Regions from separate parts of the Sus scrofa genome. Here region 2 is linked to region 1. The links are chromatin contacts, called in public Hi-C maps. All regions are on one chromosome and are shown on one strand. The core of a region is the stretch at or near the end of the contact, and the rest is flanking DNA. Distances in the headings are between cores, read along the strand shown.

The links. A called contact is a pair of places that touch in the nucleus more often than the background predicts.
Region 2: a contact with region 1 is called in a Hi-C map of liver, with 1.8 times the contacts expected there. The contact joins two enhancer-like sites. A contact is called at or near these places in 3 of 47 Hi-C or Micro-C datasets (epiblast stem cells and liver).

The regions. Positions count from the first base shown.
Region 1 is chr9:91,041,862-91,046,412 of Sscrofa11.1, forward strand. The region is part of intron 9 of RAPGEF5 (rap guanine nucleotide exchange factor 5); the gene reads right to left. Among named protein-coding and RNA genes, the nearest start is that of RAPGEF5, 190 kb to the right of the region's middle. Within about 2 kb of position 1,875, at least 11 of the 83 cell types and tissues checked have an H3K27ac peak or open chromatin away from gene starts, as enhancers often do. A contact at or near this core is called in liver, where this site is marked.
Region 2 is chr9:91,184,852-91,189,402 of Sscrofa11.1, forward strand. All of the region lies in intron 1 of RAPGEF5 (rap guanine nucleotide exchange factor 5), which reads right to left. Among named protein-coding and RNA genes, the nearest start is that of RAPGEF5, 45 kb to the right of the region's middle. Within about 2 kb of position 2,485, at least 13 of the 83 cell types and tissues checked have an H3K27ac peak or open chromatin away from gene starts, as enhancers often do. A contact at or near this core is called in liver, where this site is marked.

The DNA of each region.
Region 1 (4,551 bases), core at 625-3,124:
AAGCAGCTACAAGGGGGCTGGGACACATGCCCTGTGAGGTACACAGGCAGCTGCAATGGCTAGGGGAAAAAAAAAGATCAAGAGAATGAAATCACAGTAGGAAATTTTCATTCTCTGAGTTACCCAGCCTTGTGGGACAGAGACCCATAGAATTACCCAGGATGTTCTAGAAAGGTGACCTTCCCTTAATGGGTGGCTAGATCAGGAAAGAAGATTGAGGCTCAATTTGAGGGAGTACTGATGGCAGAGGCAGAACAAGCTCTCTCTCAAGCTGGAGCAGAGCCAGTCAACAATATTATGGACACATGAAGATGGTTCTTCAGTGAGTGAGGCTGGACAAGAAGATGACCTTGGCATTTTGTCCAGTCCTCAGATCCCACAAAATTCAGTTGTAGGGGGAGGAGGGAGGGAATGGGATGGACGGGGAGTTTGGGGTTAACAGATGCAAACTATTACCTTTAGAGTGGACTGGCAATGGGGTCCTGCTGTACAGCACAGGGAATGATATCCAATCTCCTGGAGTGTACCATGATGGAAAAGAATATTTAAAAAAAAAAAAAAAAGCCTGTACATTTTGTATGCCCGAGTCTCTTTGCTGTACAGCAAGAAATTGACAGAACAGTGAAATCAACTGTAATTTTAAAAAAAATTCAGTTGTCTTGATTCCACTTTTCTCACAGAAGCCCAACATGGTGCTGACTCTCCTAAATAGGAAAGTGTGATTTCATGGATAGAGATCTCTCCTCCTCTTGTACTACAGAAATTCACACACAGCTTAGCAAACCAAACCACCCATGCCCGCATCTATCCTTGTACAGTTAATATGGGTACAGCAGAACTGGAACACTTATCTGAAAAAAAGATCTCCTCTGGCCAAAAACAATTCTGTCTGAGAACAACCTTCACAGAATTTGCTGACAATGTATTTCATGATTCTCTTTTCTCATGGGGGGAAAAAAAAGCAAACAGATCTCTTAAAAAAAAAAAAAAAAAGGTCAAAAGGATACTGCCGGCAAGATAGAACTGATTAAGAGAGCCAACTAAGGGAAAGATTAAATAAACAGATGTGTGTCAAGGTGAGCTGGTGATTTAGATTTACTAGATTGCAAAGCTCTAGCCTGACAAACACATCCTGGCAGAAAGAATGCCTGAATAATGATAATTAGTTCTTTTGAAAAATCTTATACACATTATGATTAACAACTCAAATTCAAGCCTAAATAGGCTTAGTAGAATTCATCATCCGCAAACTTACAAGATCTAGGCGAAGGCTGACTTCCACAGTGTGACAGCAAATACAAAATTGTTATGGAACATGACCAAACTCCCAGAGAAAACCAATACACAAGACTGGATAGGAAATTCTAGCTGCTAGAAAAAGAACTACATTTATTAAGTCTTATTGGCTCTAATAATGATTATCATGTCCAACAAGTTTTCTAAGAACCCTAAAATGAGTGCAAGGCTGGGAATTTGATCCTGACGCCAACCTGAGCTAGTAAACCTATTGCACAACGGAGAGGAGGAGACAGGGACAGACTGTAATATCCTGAAACACACAGTCGTCGTCTTTCCATCACACGTCTATTTCCATGTGCAGTATTAGCTTGATGGGTTATACTAGACACGGGCAGAAAAGACAGGCACACTAACTAGGTTCTGAAAGTGTATAATGAAGGGACTATTTATAGAAGTAGGGGTAGGTCTGAGGAAATTAACCCTCAAGTGGTGAGAAAACCAGGGACCAGCAAAGTGGGAAGTATTAACCACTCCTGGGCTTGGACGAACAAGAGGAAGTAAGAGTGAGAACTGGACCCCGCTGGGAGCTGGCGAAGTAAATGAGAGGCTCAGAGGAGGCGATGCCGTCCCAGCGGGGTGCATTCACTGCAGGAAGTGCAGCAGAGAGTGGAACAAGGGAGGAGGAAATGTCCTGACCTCCCTCTCATCCCGCACTCTGATCTCCTGCGACAGCGCCACTGGCCAAGTCCCACTCGCAAGTGGAAGGCAAGAGACACAGTCCTGCCACCACACAGAGGGCAGAGGTGAGCATGGAGGAGGGGATGCAAATGCAGATGATCCAGCAAACCTGACCTTTCAGTTTCCAGAGAAGCTTCTGCCCATTTATCACTAGTTTAGATGTCACCATACAGGTCATAGAGTCCATTGCCTTGCTGTTAGGAAGACAACTAAAAAATCTAACAGCTTTAGAGGAGATTATGGTGGCAGCCCCCTACCTGACTTAAATTGAATTCCTGCATGTTTACTGTCCCAACACTCTTTCTGGTCTGATACCTACATCAGTTTACTACAGTTCAGATCCTACAATGTGCTTCATACTTGACCCTGCCCATGTCACCTTTGAGTGTTATTAAATCACACAGGCATTATCATTTTTTTTTATCATAAAGCTTAAGTTTTACTAAATCCTTCCCAGTAAATCCTCTAGTTCTGGTATAAAAGCTCTTGGTTGGTGGCCAGATTCATGGCTGGGGATGGAGGGGAGAAGAGAAAGGAGAAATGGCAGGACAAGTTCCACTCTGACATCTGCTGCATGAGAACAGAGGCTGTTACATGAATGAATGACCTGGTGAATGACGGATGAAGAGACAGATACTAGACTTTGGAATGGCCCAGATCAAGGATGGAGAGGTAAGCAAAGCCAAGGAAGAGAAGGTTCAGCCCACATAGTCCAGAGAGCCATACTGAGGCCAGAGAGCAGGCAGGGGTAGAAAGGAGAAATTTCAAGAGCTAGTTAATGCCTGATTATCTGCAAGGGAGCAGGCGATGTCCCTTTGCATCAGCAAGCCTACCGTATTAACAGGACAGAGCGCCAGCAGCAGCAAGCGAGGGGTGACATCAGTCACAGTCACGGAGTGAGGCTGCTGTACTCCATCGCTCCTGCCACTCCACAGTCCCAGCAGTGGTTTATTTCATTCTGCTAAGACCCATGGGTTATTGACACTCACCCTGATGAGTGGGCCCACGGGAATATGGAAAGGCTCAGCTGGGCTGGGAAGTCACTACGACTTACCCCTTGGCTTCTCTGGAGTCAAGAAGCCCAGGTGGAAGAGCAACTGAGGGCACTGCCTTGTGCATATATATGATCCACAGAGGCCTATTAGAAGGTAGTTCAGAAGAAGGGAGGATGCCTTCAAATCCTAAAGTCAGTTGTTAAGCATTTCCTAACATGACGGGTCACTGGAGAAAAATTTTGTCTTTCAATACTTTGCATGTGTGAATTCCATCAGTCCAAAGCATCCATGCAGCTGGTGTGCATGGCATGTTCACGACAGATTCTGCTACTTTGCAAAAAAAACTGAGATGACTGCGTCCTGAGAATAGCACTTACTTCCACTTCTCATTAATGGTAATCTCGATGGGCCTCAAAATACAATACATATGCTGCTTGAGTTTTCAAACAACCAAAAAAATCTGAAATCTTGCTTCCTAGGAAATTTTACAGAAATGACAAATATAAATTTTAGAAATTCCTTCTAGTTCCCAAGAATTCTCAAGTGTGTGTGTGTGTGTGTGTGAGAGAGAGAGAGAGAGAGAGAGAGAGAGAAAGAAAGAGAAGAAGAGAGAGAAAGAGAAATATATGCAAAGTTACTCAAAAGGGAAAATATCAATACTGACACTTTCCCCAGCAGCACAAAGATGAGGTGAAAAACCTACAGTAAGTTATGAATCAGACAAAATTTCTACATAGTTACAGATATACTTGTCACCCGGGGTTTGAATAATTCACAGCAGTAGTTTTACAGAACCCTTTAAAATCTGAGTACCAAGAGGACAGTATGGATTTTTAGAGTATCACTTGATAGCCAGCCCTGACTGCTTCCTATGGCTTTGGCTTCTCCTCCCAAATCCCTCTTACAGAAAACTCATTTGTATTTGGAAATGCCTCTTGATTAAGCAGAGATCCAATTTACAAACTGAAATTACTTGAAAAAGCTATTTGTTAACTCTGAAGAGATCCAGTAGAAGAATTCCCGAAATTTAAAAAGTATTAGATACATTGGAGTTCCAGTCGTGGCAGAGCAGGAACGAATCTGACTAGGAACCATGAGGTTGCAGGTTCGATCCCTGGCCTCGCTTAGTGGGTTAAGGATCCGGTGTTGCCGTGAGCTGTGGCGTAGGTCTCAGCTGCAGCTCAGATCTGGCATTGCCCATGGCTCTGGCATAGGCCGGCAGCTACAGCTCCAATTAGACCCCTAGCCTGGGAAATCTCCATATGCCACAGGTGCGGCCCTAAAAAAAGACCAAAAAATAAAATAAATAAATAAACAAAAAATAATTAAAAAAATAAAAAGTATCAGATACATGAAATTTGCTAAGAGAGCAGACTGTGAGTGTTCTCACCACACACACAGAAAATCTAACATAGTCACGTGAGGTAGGGATATGTTAATTACCTGGATTACAGTAATCATTTTACAGTAAATATATATATCAAAACATCACGTTGTACCCTTTAAATATATACAATTTTTGTCAATCATACCTCAATATAGCTGAAGAAATTTTTTTTTTATGTTCATTTCGTGAGTG
Region 2 (4,551 bases), core at 1,235-3,734, 140 kb after region 1:
CACATGGTAAGAGCCCTAGTGATGGACATCCAGAAGGGCAGCCTCCAGACAGAGACCAGAAGAAAAAGAGAATACATGGGCTGCACAGGGGATAATTAGCTCAGCTGCCAGGGACCCTTCATGCTTCAAATGCTCATCGCTTCTGTTTCAACTGCCAGTCACTTTGTAGAAACCAATCAAGGAGAGTTTCCGATATTATTAATTCAATCATTCTTATAGTCATGGTTGTCATCTTGGTTTGTCCTTTCTTCAGGGAGATGGCAAAGAAGAAAACAGGTAGACTCCTGGCCTCAGTAATTTTCTGATGTTGAAGGTCACCAAACATTTAGGGTCCTTTAGACCAGTGTGAGTAAGTGTGGGCCATGTACCAGCAGCATCGGCATCACCTGGAACGTGACAGAAATGCAGCTTCTTGGGCTCCATCCAGGACCTACTAAGTCAAAGTCTCTAAGATTGGGGCCTAGGAATCTGTGTTTTCACAACCCTCAGGGATTCTCCTGTATGTGTCTGCTACAGTTTAGGAAGTCCTCCTTTAAAACCTCAATTTTGATAGCTTCAGGGAGAAAAGACCAAAGATATCCTAGGAGAGACCCTTCTAGCCTAAGGAGCCCTTGGCTCTTACCTTCTTCCCTATGACCTTTAGCAAGATATCAATGGTTGAGCCTCAATGTAACCAATAAGATCTCTTTCAGTTTTTGTTTTTTTGGTTTTTTTTTTAGGGCCGCACCCGGGGTATAATGGAATCAGAGGCTAGGGGTCAAATTGGAGCTGCAGTTGCCTGCCTACGCCAGAGCCACAGCAACGCACAGCAATGCCAGATTGGAGCCACATCTTCAACCTACACCACAGCTCACAGCAACACTGGATCCTTAACCCACTGAGCAGGGCCAGGGATCGAACCTGCATCATCATGGATACTAGTCGGGTTTGTTCCTGCTGAGCCTCAACGAGAACTCCCTCTTTCAGCTTTTCAAAGGGCTTGATCTTTGAAAATCCTTCAGACCTGTCATTCCAGCTGATGACGATGGCAGCAATGACAACAGCAGCAGCTCACACTAAGCCTTCCCTACTCAACCGGTTCCGTCTGCAAAGTGCTGTGCATATTTATTTACTTACTCTCCTGCCCTTTGAGGTCACAGGCGGTGAGGTTGGAACCTATAGAAAAGCTTCGTAAATTGTTTTGTCTATGTAAGAAAGGAATACCTATTCCAGAGCTACAAAAACAGTAAAATAAGACTGTGAAAGCACTTTGTAAATGTAAAACCTTATAAAAATGACAGCAGAGGGAACAGCCAAATACTGATGAACTGGATGTGCTGAGTTTTTTTAAGCTCTAACTTCCTCAGATATTCAATGTAGATTAGAATATGACTAGGAGGCTTTATTTTTTTAAAAAAGAAGTTATGTGCCAAGAAGAGTAGGAAATTTCAGTGTTTCAATGGGTGCTATTTGAAGATTTTTCATAAATTTGAAACAGTAGGGGGAAAACAAATATTGATGCTAATTTGAGGCTAAGAAACACCTTTCATTGATTATAAGAAATAGCAACAAACCTCTTATCTAGAAGAAGATAAAACCACCTGGTAAGATTCCCCCAGACACAAAGGGCCACTGCCACAAATTCTCTTCTGACCCCTCTCCCAGAGCTCTGTTTATGGCCACACAAATGATTTAATCTTCCAGAAACAGATTTATAGACACTCTTTTTACTCTTTTGATAAGACAGCCTCTTGATTGAATCAGACTCTTGCACTTTCAAATGCTCTTTCAATGAAAGCATTACCTTCCCCCTCTCCAACTCAAGAGACGGGGTGAATATTAAAGATCTATCTTTGCTTCTGTCTAAAATATGCCCCACAGTGCCCTGGATGTTGAGTTGGCATCCTTATGGAGAAAGACCACTGCTCTGACCTTGGTTGGTCAGACAAGGACCAAGAAGAGAAAACTGATCCCCTCCCCCACCACCAATTTTCACAAGAGAATACCGCTATTCCACTTTAGAGACAGAGACACAAAAAGGTTATGTGACATATTCCAAGTCACACAGTCGTTCAATGACAAACACACAGAAACACATTCTCTCTACTACACTGCTGTCAAATTCTATTTTAATGAACTGAAGCAGGCATCATGCTTCCCCGAATTTCTAAAAGGTATTGTCACACATCTTTCTTTGTTTGCTTTTTTTTTCCCCTACAAAAGAAGATTTCATACCTCTATATAAATTCACAACACACTATGATGGCGTGAACCACTTGTGGTATTTGCGCATTACAGGCAACATTCAGAGTGTTAGACGAAGCAGAAGTGAAAAGCTGTTCACTTCCCTCAACGGTAGCAGGAGAGAGGAGAACAAATTTACACTTGGCACCACAGGCAAAAGTGTTAGGCAATCACAAGTATTTGCATGCACACCTCATAACAGCTGCAGGTAAATGATTTGACAAGGTCAAATTTGACTGAACAGCAAAACCACCAATGGGGCTGGAGGTTAAAGTTGCTAGACCAGTTAGAAAAAAAATACAGGAAGACAAGCAGTGAGACCGCAGAAGCCCTGGTTTTTCAGACTGTTGAATTTTAGTAAAGGTTTGTTTTGCCTTTATTAGAAATTCTGAGGTATGTTTTTTCTACAGGTGACACAAATGAGCAAAGTAAAAAGAAAAGCCTTTTAGAAGGGAGAAGCCGAGGTCTTATGAATAAAGCAAACAAAATACAAAAAAAGACTGAGTCACAGAAGGTAAGATCTGCCAATTCCCCACACAATGTGCAGTGACTCAAAGGCCAAGTCTAAATCTGTTGTCACCTGGGGATGTTCAAGGTTTTTAGTTTTGAAAAAGAAAGGAATTCATACAGGAAACGTAACTTGTAAATTTTGCACTAAAAAAAATCTGAAGGAAACCAATAATAAACTGTACATGTATATATAATTTCACCTTCAACATTACCTTAAGAATATTCATGTTTTCTGCAGGAAATTTTTTTTTAAATTCAAATGTATTCTCTGACATTTAAATCACTAAGTAATTACCAGTGTTCAGTGTATCATCCTAATTAACATTTTCATACTTCATAAGTAGATAAGGATTTCGTTTGTATGCACCATTTTGTGATTTATTTTGATATGTCTACAGATAAACTATGCAGACATTTTTAGTTTAAAAACTAAAGCAGGGCTTACTATAGTTGTTTTATTCTAAGACAGCAACATTTTGAGATATACTATCAATTTAATAAAAGCTGTAGGACTTCCTGTTGTGGCTCAGCGAGTAAAGAACCTGATTAGTATCCATGAGGATGCCAGATCAGCCCTTGGCTGTGCTCAGTGGGTTAAAGATCCAGCATTGCTGCAAGCTGGGGTATAGGTTGAAGATGGGGCTCAGATCCAGCATTGCTGTGGCTGTGACATAGGCCTCAGCTGTAGCTCCAATTTAACCCCTGGCCCAGGAACTTCCATATGTCGCAGGTGTGGCTGTAAAAAGAAAATAAATAAATACAGAAATAAAAACGAAAGCTTTTACAAGGAAAAAAAGCAATATCCCTTTAAATGATTATATCACTTGTAACAAATATTCCTATTTCAAAAGTATTAAAACGAAAAAGAGTGAGAGACTGTAATCACAGAAATACATTATTTTATTTGCAGAGAGGATACAGCAGAATAGGCAGACTTGTAATATGAAGCCAGACTTCAAATCTTGGCCCCTCCACTCATTAGGTGATCTCAAGCAACCTACCTAGCTTCTATGTACCTCATTTTCTTAAAAGAAGACAATGAGAGCATCTGCCACATAAGGCCGTTATGAGGATTCGATGAGGGAATGTTCTCAAAGTACCTCGAAGGACTCTGACACGATAAATGCTGTATAAGGATTTGTTAAATAATAATAGTATGACCTGCGCCACCACCTCTCAGCATTCACTGAAGCTTTTGCTACATTCAGAGATGAACAACTAATTCAACACGCCAATAAAATATTTTGATTTGGGGGAAATATTTACTGACGATTGAATGAGTGCTGGATACTATGCCACATTTTTAGAGGAAGGAAAGATAAAAAGTCAAATAACTATAGAACCAAGGTGCTGATTCTAGAAGGTGGGCTTTTGACTAGGTGTCTGTGGTGACCCAGGCTTCAAAACATTCGCAAGCCTGGAAATGAGATGCAAACTTATGTTTCTAAGTGCATTTTCCTGGGGTGCTATCCTTTGATTCTTGAAAAGGCCTGGGATCCCCACCCCGAAAAAAAAAAAAAAATTAAGAGCCATTGGCTTCACCACATTAAAAAAAAATTTTTTTTTAATATACCAAAGCTTATCTTTGTTAAAAGGTATTTGCGGGTTCTCAATGACTTGATTCAACTGTAAATAGTTCATTTATTTTGACAGGTAGGCACAATTCCCCCTTCCTCATCTGAAGTTTCTTAAATATCAAACAAGTCACCATCAGAAATGTAAATCCTGGGTCACAAAAACCTATTCGACTGCTCCTTCCAGACTTCCTGAAAAGGAAGCTACTTGCTTTCTAGAGCTCCCTGTTCAATGGTAATAAAG